Linked DNA regions of Mus musculus: region 2 is linked to region 1. A link is a contact called in public HiChIP or PLAC-seq data. All regions are on one chromosome and are shown on one strand. Each heading gives the region's core, a stretch centred on a gene start, on an enhancer-like site or on the middle of the called end of the contact. The rest is flanking DNA. Distances are from core to core; before and after follow the strand shown. Region 1 holds the start of Arhgef19 (Rho guanine nucleotide exchange factor (GEF) 19). Region 2 holds the start of Fhad1os2 (a long non-coding RNA gene).

The links. HiChIP or PLAC-seq counts read pairs in DNA pulled down with a chosen protein or histone mark.
Region 2: an HNF4G HiChIP or PLAC-seq map of pancreatic cancer cells shows a contact between it and region 1. The contact joins the promoter of Fhad1os2 here to the promoter of Arhgef19 in region 1. A contact is called at or near these places in 1 of 39 promoter capture datasets (pre-B cells) and 1 of 115 datasets of contacts at active chromatin or transcription factors (pancreatic cancer cells).

The regions. Positions count from the first base shown.
Region 1 is chr4:141,238,323-141,244,048 of GRCm38.p6, reverse strand. Arhgef19 (Rho guanine nucleotide exchange factor (GEF) 19) reads right to left here and starts at 4,444. Exons shown (of 18, transcript NM_001379647.1): 1 at 4,179-4,444; 2 at 3,305-3,417. C630004L07Rik (RIKEN cDNA C630004L07 gene) reads left to right here. Exons shown (of 2, transcript NR_165245.1): 2 at 4,112-5,726.
Region 2 is chr4:141,879,579-141,885,450 of GRCm38.p6, reverse strand. It overlaps Fhad1os2 (a long non-coding RNA gene), which reads right to left and starts at 4,170. Exons shown (of 5, transcript XR_003955162.1): 1 at 3,570-4,170. It overlaps Gm46874 (a long non-coding RNA gene), which reads left to right. Exons shown (of 3, transcript XR_001784482.1): 2 at 2,345-3,579; 3 at 5,105-5,767.

The DNA of each region.
Region 1 (5,726 bases), core at 3,195-5,694:
CAGCTCCTGTCCAGCACACAGGTCTCTTTTAGGTGTAAGTGCATACTCGGGCCTAGAATCCCCCCTCCACGCCCCCCGGAGAACAACTCCTGTCCACCATGATTTATGAAGTTAAATAAGCAAAACATCAGATCTTAAGGCAGAAGCATCTTCAGACCTCAGAGGAGAAGGCTGAAGGAGGAGCTAAGGGCTTTCAGGAAGACAGGATAAAGAGATGTGTCAGGGGTGGGCAAGCTGGTCTGCTTCCACAGTGCTCAGGCCTGGAAAGGTCATGGCTAGACAGGGGTTCCAAGCCAAGCAGAGTGTCAGGAAGAGGACATGGGAGTTGCCTGTCAAGCTGGGGCGCCAGCCCAGTAGCTTCTCAGGATGCAGACCACCCAACGCTGATGTTAGTGATTTAGGTCCAGAGCTGGGTTTAATACTGGGTAGCACTTCTCTGATGATAATATAAAAATGAAAGTCTCAGGGACTTCAGGTGGCTGGGTACCCAGATGTGACCCCAGGACACACTAGAGCTCTTGAAGCAAGGATCCCTCTGGAAACCAGGGTTTGAGGTCCTGTGTTGACACTGACCAAGCCCATCCTCAGGCCTTGGTATCCTCATGTGACAGGTGACCCTCAGGTCCCCCTTTATGAAACCTGTTTCATAGGTGTCTCTGCAGGCTGAGAAGGATCGGCAGAGGCCAAGGGATGGTCTCTACTAGTTAGAGAGGGTAACCAGCCTGCCTAGCAAGTTGCCAGAGCATCCCTAGGCACTGCTGTTGTCTGGGACAGCACCTCTGGCCCTGGTACCCAGCCCTCCCTCCCTCCCTGCTCCATGCCCTTTGGCTGCCTGCTCAGAGGAACAGACCCTGCCAGATTCCCTTGTTCCTTAAGGGACAAAACCTAGTTGGAGGTCATGGCCAGAAAGGGGGTTCCAAGCCAAGCAAAGTCCCAGGAAGGCAAGAATGGACTGAAGCCAGAAACAGCAGGCAGACAGCACAAAGGACTCCCTCGGGATACAGGAAGGGGAGGACGGTTGCTGACCCAGGGCCCTACCTCAGCCGGGGAGCTCCTCCGTCAAGCTGCTGGTACAGTCCAGGGCTCCAGGCCACCCTGGGGGCAATGGGGTTGTAGCCAAGTCCTCAGAGGACCATGTCAGCATGGCTCCAAGGCCGGGCAATGTAAGCTCCTGGGTATTGTGTGGGGCAGGGAGGGGGGAGGCGAGGGGGAGGGAGCCTTGCAGAGGCAGGCGGCTGTCTCAACGTGCCTGCTCCCCGCCCCCCTTCCCCAGAACCGGTTTGGCCAGTCAGGTACAAGAGGGGGCTGGAACAATGGGAGCCCTATGCCTCCCAGAAGCTCGGAGGGACCCCAGACAACTGCCTAAAGATGGGGTTAGCTGGGATCTGCTCCTTGGAGGTGGGCCACCCCTCTCTCTCTCTTTCTCTCTCTGGAGCTTCCCAGGTCCTAGGTATGGGCGGGGACTTTGTGGGAGTGGAGGACGTCCTGGAAGCTCCAAATCTGGAATCCCTTCTCGGGGATCTTGAGACCTCCTCTGCCACTCCCCCGCCCCTCCCCCATGAGCCACATCTGTAAATTAGGAACACTCAGCTGCATAGCTGGGGGGACAGAAGTCAGGTGGCCACTCCCCACCAGTGGCTCTTTCCTGCTGCAATGACCAACCTTTAGGTCTTCAGCATGTGCATCCCCAGTGAACCTTCATAGAGAGCAGCAGCCCACAGGGAGTTTTAGTAAGGTCAATGACACAGCTGAGGTCAAGGAAGCCTCTATAGTGATGGCGGGTTGCTCCATGATCTGTGCCAGGCACACGACTTTGCCAAGCCTGCCGAAAAGGTAAAGCCACTTCCTCCCAGTTTCTGGATTGGGTGTGAGCGCCTGTTATGTGTGTGAGCGCCTTGCAATTGGCAAGCGGGTGAGATTCCCAGAGTATGGAGGGTAAGCTGCAAGGACGACGCCCCCAGTGTTGAAAGCCTGTACGCTTCCTGTGTGCAAAGCATGGGTCTACCTACTGTGCGTTACGACCCTCTGAAGCCCACACTGTGACGGCTACCACTCAGGAGCTGAGTACCTGAGGCTTGTACCCCTAAACACGAGTACTCTCCCATCCGTGACGTCCCATCACCTCTTCCAGATGGTGAAACCAAAGCTCTAGGAGCATTGTTAACAAGAACGACATGGGGGCTGGAGAGATGGCTCAGTGGTTAGGAACACTTGCTGCCTTTGCAGAGAAACCAGACTCAGTCCCTGATACCCATATGGCGGCTCACAACCATGTGATCTGACACTTTCTCTTGGCTTTCCTGGACGCTAGGCATGTATGTGGTCCATACACTTACAGACATGCAGGCAAAACTCACACATATAGAAAAATAAAAATGAATAAGTCAACACAAAGAAAAAAAGAAAGAGAATAATCATAATCAGTATGAAACCCAGACTCATCTGGCACCATCACTTGCCAACCTCCTTAGCCACTCACTGACTGGTGTGCTGGGAGACACCTGGCTGACCTCCCTTCCACATCCTTTCCCCTGAAAAATTTGGTATGTAGGTGAGGACGAGCTTGGGATATTGAGCTTTCTGCCTCTACCTTTTGAGTGCTGGGATCACAGCGAGCACCAGTTTACACAGTGTTGGGGCTTGAACTCAGAACCTCTCCTTTGCAGGCGAGCACTCTACCACCTGATCTTCAATCTCCAGGGTTGCTAAGCTAAGCCCGTTCCCTAATCTTCCTATACCATAGGCCTGCTAAACTTCATGCCCAGACCCCAGTGAACCCTCCCTCAGAGTGGGTTCTTTAGCTTCTAGTTGATGACTTTAAGCTCAAAGCGGGGTCCTCTACTCCACCTAAGGACCATTACACCGTGAGACGACACTGTCCAGAGTGAGTGGGAGCGATAGAGTTGTGTCAATGTAGAGCAGGAAGAGGGGATGTGGAGAAGAAAACGCCAACTGACTATTCCTCCCAAGAGGCACTGCCCTGGCCCCTCGCTGGAAACCAGAGGGTTTGGACCTTGGGTTGGGGCCAAGGCGGGAGCCCTAGAAAAAAAGCTTAGGAAATTGTGTTTCTTTCGCACCGGGTCGGGTGGAGCAGGCACTCCTGGAGGAGGGAAGCTCTCTCGGCCCCGTGAAAGTTCAAGGTAAAAGGGGGCGTGTCGAAGGCAAGACTATTGTAAAGGAGCCTGGCCAATCCTTGCTCCACTCTAGCGGGCGGGGCTTGAAAGGGAGGAGCCAGGACGTGGGGGCAATTAGGAGGCGTAATCAGCCAGATGTGGGTGGGGCCAGAGTCCAAAGTCTTACTGACCTAAAGCAGCGCCTCTTGATGGACCGCCAGGACCTCTCCTTGAACTTGTTAGGTACCACAGCGGGCACATTCCACTGGAGCCAGGCTGCCAAAGGCAGGAAGATCAGAAGGAACTGGGGAAAGGGGACCAGAAAATGATTAATCTTTCTGTTTAGTTTTGTCCAGGCAGAGTCTCCTATGTAGCTTAGGCTGGCCTCAAACTTACTACGCAGTCCAGGCTTGATTTGAGCTCGATTTATAGCCAAGGATGACTTTGAACCCGTGACCTTTTTGTTTCCACCTTCTGAGGGCTTGATAACAAGGATGCAGCTTGGCAATAATTTTTTTTTTGAAAAATATTTATTTGGATTTGGAGAGATGGTTCAATGGTTAAGAGAACCGCTCGTGCAGAGGACCCGGGTTAGGTTCCTAGCATCCACATGGTACCTTACAACTGTCTATAACTCCATCTAGGGCATCTGACGCCCTTTTTTGGTCCCTGTGGGTACTAGGTACATATGTGGTGAACACGCAGGCAAAACACTCATACACATAAAGAATAATAAAATAAAAATTTAAATACGATTTCCTTTACATTGTATGAATGCTTGCTTGCATGCACGACATGCATGCTTGGTACCCACAGATGTCAGATGAGGGCTTCGGATCCCGTGGCAAACTGGAGATAGAGAGAGTTGTGAATGTGGGTGTTGGGAACCTAACCCAGATCCTCACAAGAGCTGCCAGCTCTCTTAACTACGGAGCCGCCTCTCTGGCTCCTTGACAATGAATGGTCACATTGACCTTGTCCTAAATCTCCTTCTACAGCAGGTTGGCCAGTGTCAGACCCTGAACTCAACGATGCTTGCAAATCCCAGACAGACGCTCAGCCTACCTCCCAGGGGATGACGAAGCCAGATGCGCGGCCAGCATTTTTCCAGTAGTTGAGGGCGAGTTCCTTCGCCGGTAGTGAAATATCTTGGACTTGGGGGTCCCAAGAGCTTCTCGGATGTGGACTCCGAGCTCTGCTCTCCTGCCTCTCCCCTCCCTTAGAAGTTGGTCCTGCGGCTTCAACCCAGACGACGCCGAACAGCTGTGTACTAGACAGACTCAGCTTCCTGCGGTTCCAGCTAGGTCCCTCTACAGTAGTCAGAGCCTCGCTCCATCCAGGCTCAACGCTCCTCCTCTTCCACCCTCAGCACCTCCTCCCCTCTCAGGCTCGTCCCCCATCCCCCGCCTCCTGGCCCCTGTCAGACCCCGCCCTCTAGGCTCAGCAACCCTCCAAGGCAGGCCCCGCCCTACCCAGGCAACCGCACTCGGCCGTCGCAGGCAGGCCCTGCACCTCCCGGGCATGCTTCACCCCTCCCGGACTTAGCACACCGTCCACTCCCAGGCAGGTCTGGTCGCACCCAGGTTTAGCACGGTGTTCCTACAGTCACTCCCCACCCTCCTCCGTGCCTGGTGGGTCTTCCACCTGCAGGGTGTGTGTGTGTAGGGGTTCTGGATCAGAGCCAGGTGAAGCGCACAGACACCAGCGGGAGGCTGGCAAATCCACTGGGCTGGCTGTGATATTCTTACCGGTACCAGGGGCGTGGCCAACAGGGACCAATCCTACAACTGTCATCCCCCATTCAGGTACAAATTTATGCTCATACTAAAATAATCTTGACTTGATATTTGCTCGGGCTCCTTTTGGGGCCCCAGGGAGAAAACCTACTACGTTTCTGCTTAATCAGCATAACAATAAACCGACTCCTACTGACGCACTGCTTGCTGTCCCGTACATCAGCCCATCGCTCAGCCCTCCTCAGAGACGCTTCTAACAGTAGATGGGAAATTAACAGAGACCCACAGCTCTTTGAGAGACTTAGGGGCACTCAGCTCTAAATGGGAGACGTTTCTCATACCCTCAAGGCTCAGGGATCTATTCCAGAGAGTGGGCAGGGAGGCTGGAAGAGCCAGAAGTGGCAAATGGATCCAGAGGAAACTGAAGTTTCCCGACTCCCGACAAGAAGATGCACATATGAACTCACAGAGACTGTCAAATGCATAAGACCCGCACAAGCTCAAGCCAGACAAAAATCCCAGTGTGTGGAAGGTAAAGTGGACATAAACTCCCACCCCTCACCAAGAGGCTATTTGCAACTGATACTGGCAGGCAAGGGGACATCAGCCTTCTTCAATGGAGTGACATCAGGTGTATCAAACACACTCAAGAGCCTCGAGCTCAGAAAGAGTTGGCCATCACAAATCTGACTCCAAGGTCTTGTTCTTTTTGAAACAGGACAGCTCTGTGTAGTGCTAGCTTTCCTGGAACTCTGGCTCTGCCTCCCAAATGCTGAGGTTAAAAGCGTGTACCGCTGCCTGGCTTGCTTCTTTTGAAAGAGCGTCAAGTTTGGTGGGTAGGGAGGGGGAGAAGTGGAGAGGTTCTGGGAGGGGAAAG
Region 2 (5,872 bases), core at 2,921-5,420, 640 kb before region 1:
CCTGCAGATGCTAATCGCGGTCCTCTCTCTCCTCCTGCACCCGGCCTCCTGAGCAGGAGGCCAGGCAGTGAGGAAAGCTTATCAAGCCGGCCTGCTTTCCATCAGATGTGCTGTTCACATCTGTCCTCTCAGTGTCTCCAGTTATTTTGGGACAGCTCATGACCTTATGTGGCTGCTTGCTTGCTTCTCTTCTCTTCTCTTCTCTTCTCCTCTCCATCCCTTCCCCTCCCCTCCCCTCCCCTCCCCTCCCCTCCCCTCCCCTCCCCTCCCCTCCCCTCCCTTCCCCTCCTCCCCTCCCCCTCCCCTCCCCTCCTCCCCTCCCCCTCCCCCTCCCCTCCCCTCCTCTCTCTCTCTCTCTCTCTCTCTCTCTCTCTCTCTCTTTCTTCCTTTCTTTTAACATTTTTCTTTCCCCATCTGTCCCCAGGAATCCATAGCCAGGCCTCCATCCCATGACAGAGCCATTTGCACGTTGCTTGTTTTGAGTTTCATCTTACCTTCGCCGTAAACAGCTTCCCTCCCTAAGACCCCAAGATTCCAGAGCAGAAGTCTTTGTTTCTGTCTCACTGGGCTCTTGTCATCAGAGAAGTGGCTTCCCTTTGACCGGCAAGTCACATTTTCAGAGACACAATTAGTCTTCAGTCAGGCGGCAGATCATGCTATGGGCCTGGGGTGACCATGTGCTAGCTCTCTTGGTTTTGGCCTTTGCTTCCTTCACATTATAATCTCCTGCTTTTAAAGTTTATGTGTGTGAGTGTTTGCCTCGGTTATCTGTGCACCGTGTGTGTGCATGCAATGCCTGTGGAGGCCAGAAGAGAGCCTGCAGAGGAGTTACAGATGGTCGTGAGCAACCATGTGGGTGCCGAGAATAGAACTTGGGTCCTCCGGATGAGCAGTCAGTGCTCTTAACTGCTGAGCCATCTCTCCAGCCCTCTGATCTATTACTTTAACCGAAGGAAGTTGGAATCGTTGATTTGGGGGTATGTCCCAGTGAATTTGGTGACCGCATGCTCTTCTGGCTTTCTCAGGGTCTCAGGGTCTGAGGCTGGGTGTTCTTTCGAGAGCCGTGTGCGGCAATGACCCTCTCCTGGCACTAGGAATTTGATAACTAACAATAGTAACTACTTTTTTGTTTGTTTGTTTGTTTGTTTTTGTTTTTGTTTTTGTTTTTTGAGACAGGGTTTCTCTGTATAGCCTTGGCTGTCCTGGAACTCACTCTGTAGACCAGGCTGACCTCGAACTCAGAAATCCGCCTGCCTCTGCCTCCCAAGTGCTGGGATCAAAGGCGTGCGCCACCACGCCTGGCTAGTAACTACTTTTGATAGTATCCTTTCGAACCATCAGACATTTGCCGGACAGTGTAGGCATGATCTCACTTCCTCTGTGCACAGCTCCTGGTTTGCCTGAGAAAGGAAGGGTCCTTGGTAAGTAACTTGCCCAACGTGGCACAGTGAGTGTCAGAGTCTAGACTTCTTCGGTCTGCCATTTTACTTAGTGAAGTCCAGGCTCCTGCTGTTTGTGCACTGATTGGTGAGGATTGAGCCTAGTAGCCTCTGTGAACACTGTTTAAGTCTGTCTCTGGGGCAAGTAGGTAAATGGATGGTCATGGATGTGTTTCAATAAAACTTTTTAAAACTGGGCAGAATTACGAGTCCTTGTGCGAAACTATCCTCAAGGCTAGATGAACGTGTTTAAGGACACGGCCGACTGCGTAGCCACCAGGTAGCTGCATGGTTACTGTCTTCACCATGAGATGGGTGAAGACCAGAAGGTCAGTCAGTGTTGTATATATGCCTCAATCCTAACTTTTTGACAGGGTCTCCCCTTTAACCCAAAGTCATCAATTCAGCTAGACTGGCTGGCCAGTGAAGTCTAGGCATCCTCCTGTCTCCACTCCAGCCCTAGGACAACAGACATGAACTTCCTTCCCTGCTTGGCTTTTTCAAGTGAGTCCTAAGAATACTGAATTCGGGTCCTTCTGCTCATGTGTGAAGCTCATTCCCATACAAGCCGGCTCGCCAGGCCCATGGAGAGCATTTTGAGTGTCACACACAGTGGTGGCACCAAATGCTTCACAGAGCATAATCCTCTCAAGAGCTCCGGGAGACCAGGGTTGGACCGCGCAGCGCAAGGTTGTAATCCCAGGATAGGGGAGGCTGAAGCGAAGAACTCATCAAAAGTTCAAGGTCAACCTAGGCTCTATAGCGGGTTCAAGACTGGCCTGGGGTGCATAGAGAAACCAGGGAACTCTACAGGGACCACACCATAGACAATGTTCCTCCAACCTCATCCCAGTGAGATCTCAAGCATGGGCCCTAACCATCTTCCGTATTGCTTTTGCTCTTAGTGAGTCATCCGCACAGACGCTCTGCCTGATGGCCTGGAAGAGCAGCTCCCCCCACGAAGCCTGAAGGAATGCTGCCTGCAGCCTCCAGCTCCTGGGCTTCCTGGTATCTGCCTGAGTCACCTGCTTCCTCCGTTAGTCTCTTGGGAGTATAGCTTGTCCCAAGTACCAGTTACCCCTTTCACCTAACTTCACCTATGCCTGCTTTGGTCCACTGTGTGTTAACTCTACGGTGTCCTACATTCTCAGGTGCCCCTGCTGTGGCCACACGCAGTGCCTTCCAGACCTCCTAGCTATTATTACTCTGTCTGCTGAGCAGAGAGCTACTTAAATAACCTCCGGGTTACAGCGATAACCCAAAGGCCAGCGTGTCACACTGCCCGAACCCCTATCTGATGCCAGTGTCACTCCCTCAGAGACAACAGGGGACAGACACTTGAGAAGCTTGTGTTCTGCATTCCTGTGAGCTTTGTGTCGAGTCATGTGGGTTCAGAGGTGTCACTTCGGCAGCTTCTGTTTCTTGGCAGTGACCTTCAGACCTAAAAGTGGGCCACCGGATGCTCTAGAGGGGACATTGAGAAAATATCCAATGTGTCCCCAGCCTTCTCAGGGTATCACAGAGCATGAACAAATATATCCCGTGCCTTCCCTGTAAGCTAGACTAGCCACTACGCTGGGCCTGAGGGAGAGGGGTACAAAGGCAGCCAGGGCTGCTCTATCAGCTGCTTCATCAATAGTTCATGATGGGTAAGGGTAGCTGTAACCTTCCTAGTTTACTCTGTGGGGTCCAGTGGATCTCACACTCCAACACAGTTACTCTTGCCCCACATCAGTCTCCCGGTAGCCCAGAACAGGAAAGGATCCCGGGCCACACCCAGTGTCCGGCACACTTCACAAATCTATCCTTTTTATCTGCAAGCAGCAGGACACTGTTTTCCCAGAGTAGCTACTGCCAGAATGAAAGTCCCAGTCTTATGCCCATGTTAGGACCGTCTTTGGAAGGAGCCCAGAAGGGCACTCCAGTGCCAGAAGGGCTGGGCTTAAGGTATCTTTTCCCTACAGACATACACACATCATCTTAAAGGATTTGAAATGACTAACTGTTGCACGAACAAACATCTATTCACCCAGACAGGAACAGATGACAGTCTGAAAAAATCAGTACGCTAAGTCCATCCTGGAACATATGAGTCTACGGGGAGTTACCGGAGTGAGATGGAGGACTCACCCCCACACAGGTGAGGACTCAGGAAAGACACACTCCTGGAGGGCGAGGCACCCTGGAGGCAGATGTGCAGGTGGTCGGAATCCCCATTCCTCCCCAGTTGTTTCAGGTCTCCAAGCCCTGGGGAGGAGCCCTGTGTAATCTCCTGTTTCCAGGTTTGTTTACTTTCTGGGTCCCTCCCCTCCTTCCCGCAAGGGACGCAAGGGACGTTCAATTCAGAGGAAATGGCTGCGGACTCTGAGACATTAACTTGCCTATGACTTAAAACAGCATTTGGAGGCTGGTGAGGTGGTTCAGCTGGCAAAGGAATTTGCTGTCAGAGCCTTAACTTCAGTTCTGTCCCCAGGCCAGATGTGGCAGAGGTTGAGAACTAACTCCTACAGTTGTCCTCTGGCCTCCCAGGCAGCACTGTGGCACACCCTCCACAGCCATTGTTCTGGTACACTGTCTACTGCTGGGGCTTATTTGGCTTCCTTGGCCAGATTACCATCCATCAAGAAGGGAAGAAACGAAAGGCAGGAACCCAGAGGCAGGATCTGAGGCAGCGGGCTGGACTCTCCCACATCAATTCTTTTGTTTGTTTGTTTGTTTTGTTTATTTTTAAATTTTATTTATTTATGTATTTATTTTGGTTCTTCATGACAGGGTTTCTTCTCTGTGTAATCCTGGCTGTCCCGAAACTCACTTTGTAGACCAGGCTGGCCTCAAAGGCAGAGATCTACTTGCCTCTGTCTCCCGAGGCCAGATCTAGTTTACCCCCAAATTCTATATTCCAGTGTAGAAGCCGTATCATGAAGTTTTTACAGCTAGTTCAAAATACATCGGTGGGTATACCAGAGAGGCGGGTACCGTGAGATTGGCGTTTGCCATAGGCTCCAGGTGCTGTCTGATGGCATTCTTAGCTCTTGGATTGGTGGAAGCTGGTAGTCTGTTAAGTTACTAGATTCCCAAAGATTTTCATGTATCAGTCACAGGACGTTAGTGGGGCAGGGTGGGGGTGGGAGTGGGCATATGGTCTGGCTGTTCCTGAGAGCTAGAACTAGCCCAAGGTGAAGTAACTAAGTAGCCTTTGGAACTGCGACATTCCAGTCTCCTCAGAGAACTGTAACACTAACCAACCAATCAGGCTCTGCGGGGCACAGCTTCTTTCCAGGAATTTGGTTCACAGAGGCAATTCCTCAGTTGAGGTCACTTCCTTCCAGATAGGTTTACGCCAAGTTGACAAAAAAAAAAACCAACCCAGCACAACCACCAACACACACACATACATACACACACACATATACACATATACGCACATATACATACATACACACATACACATATATGCATGCACATGCACACAGATATATGCAATTAAAAACAACCACAACTAAATCTTAGAATATTGAGGATCAAACACAGGGACCCACAAATGCTAGGCAAGCATTCTATCACTGAGCTACACCCCCAACCCATATGCAAATAATATGAAATCTTACCTCAGGTCAACTCATAATCTCCCTTTGCATATTTACCTCCCTTTCTTCCTGCTCCAGGCAGCGGGGCCTCAGGAGCCACTACCTACCTTCACTGCCCCCACTGAATGGCCTCCAGATGCTGTAAGAGATTGAAGAGAAAGATTAAGATTCCCTTCCCCTGCCATCACCCCGTCGCCTCAAGTGAGTGTTTATGGTATCCCTGGACATTGACGGCTAAGCATCATCTCGGTCCATCTGGGGCTTCCTGATGACTGAGGTCTTTATGAGGCTTTCCTGATGACTGATGATTAATTAGTATCCTGGCATTCCTGAGTGCTAGGCGCATGCTCTAGGCTGCATGCTCTGACCCAGGGTTATCTCGGAAGGCCTCACTAATCCCTTTCTTGATTCCCCCAGAAGCTCAGGGCTTGATGAGACCACCCAGTTCTGTCAGACTCTGGAATGTGCCCCCAGTGGTCACGCCCTATTTCTTCCTTCTGTCTTTTCCGTGTACGCAGGCACAAGTGTGCATGTGTATATGTGTGTGCATGTGTGTAAGGGGTGTACCCATATACTCACGAGGAAGACATTAATTGACTCACTCTATCATGCTATCATGCCCTATTTCCATGAGAAATGATCCTCACTGATCTTTGAGATAGGCTGGAAGCAACCCCCAGTAATTCTCCTGCCTCTACCAACCACAGTGCTAGGGACTATTTTTGACACAGGGTTTCTGTATGTAGCCCTGGCTGTCCTAGAACTCACTATGTAGATCAGGCTGGCCTTGAACTCAGAAATTCGCCTACCTCTGCCCCTCAAGTGCTGAGATTAAAAGCGTGTGCT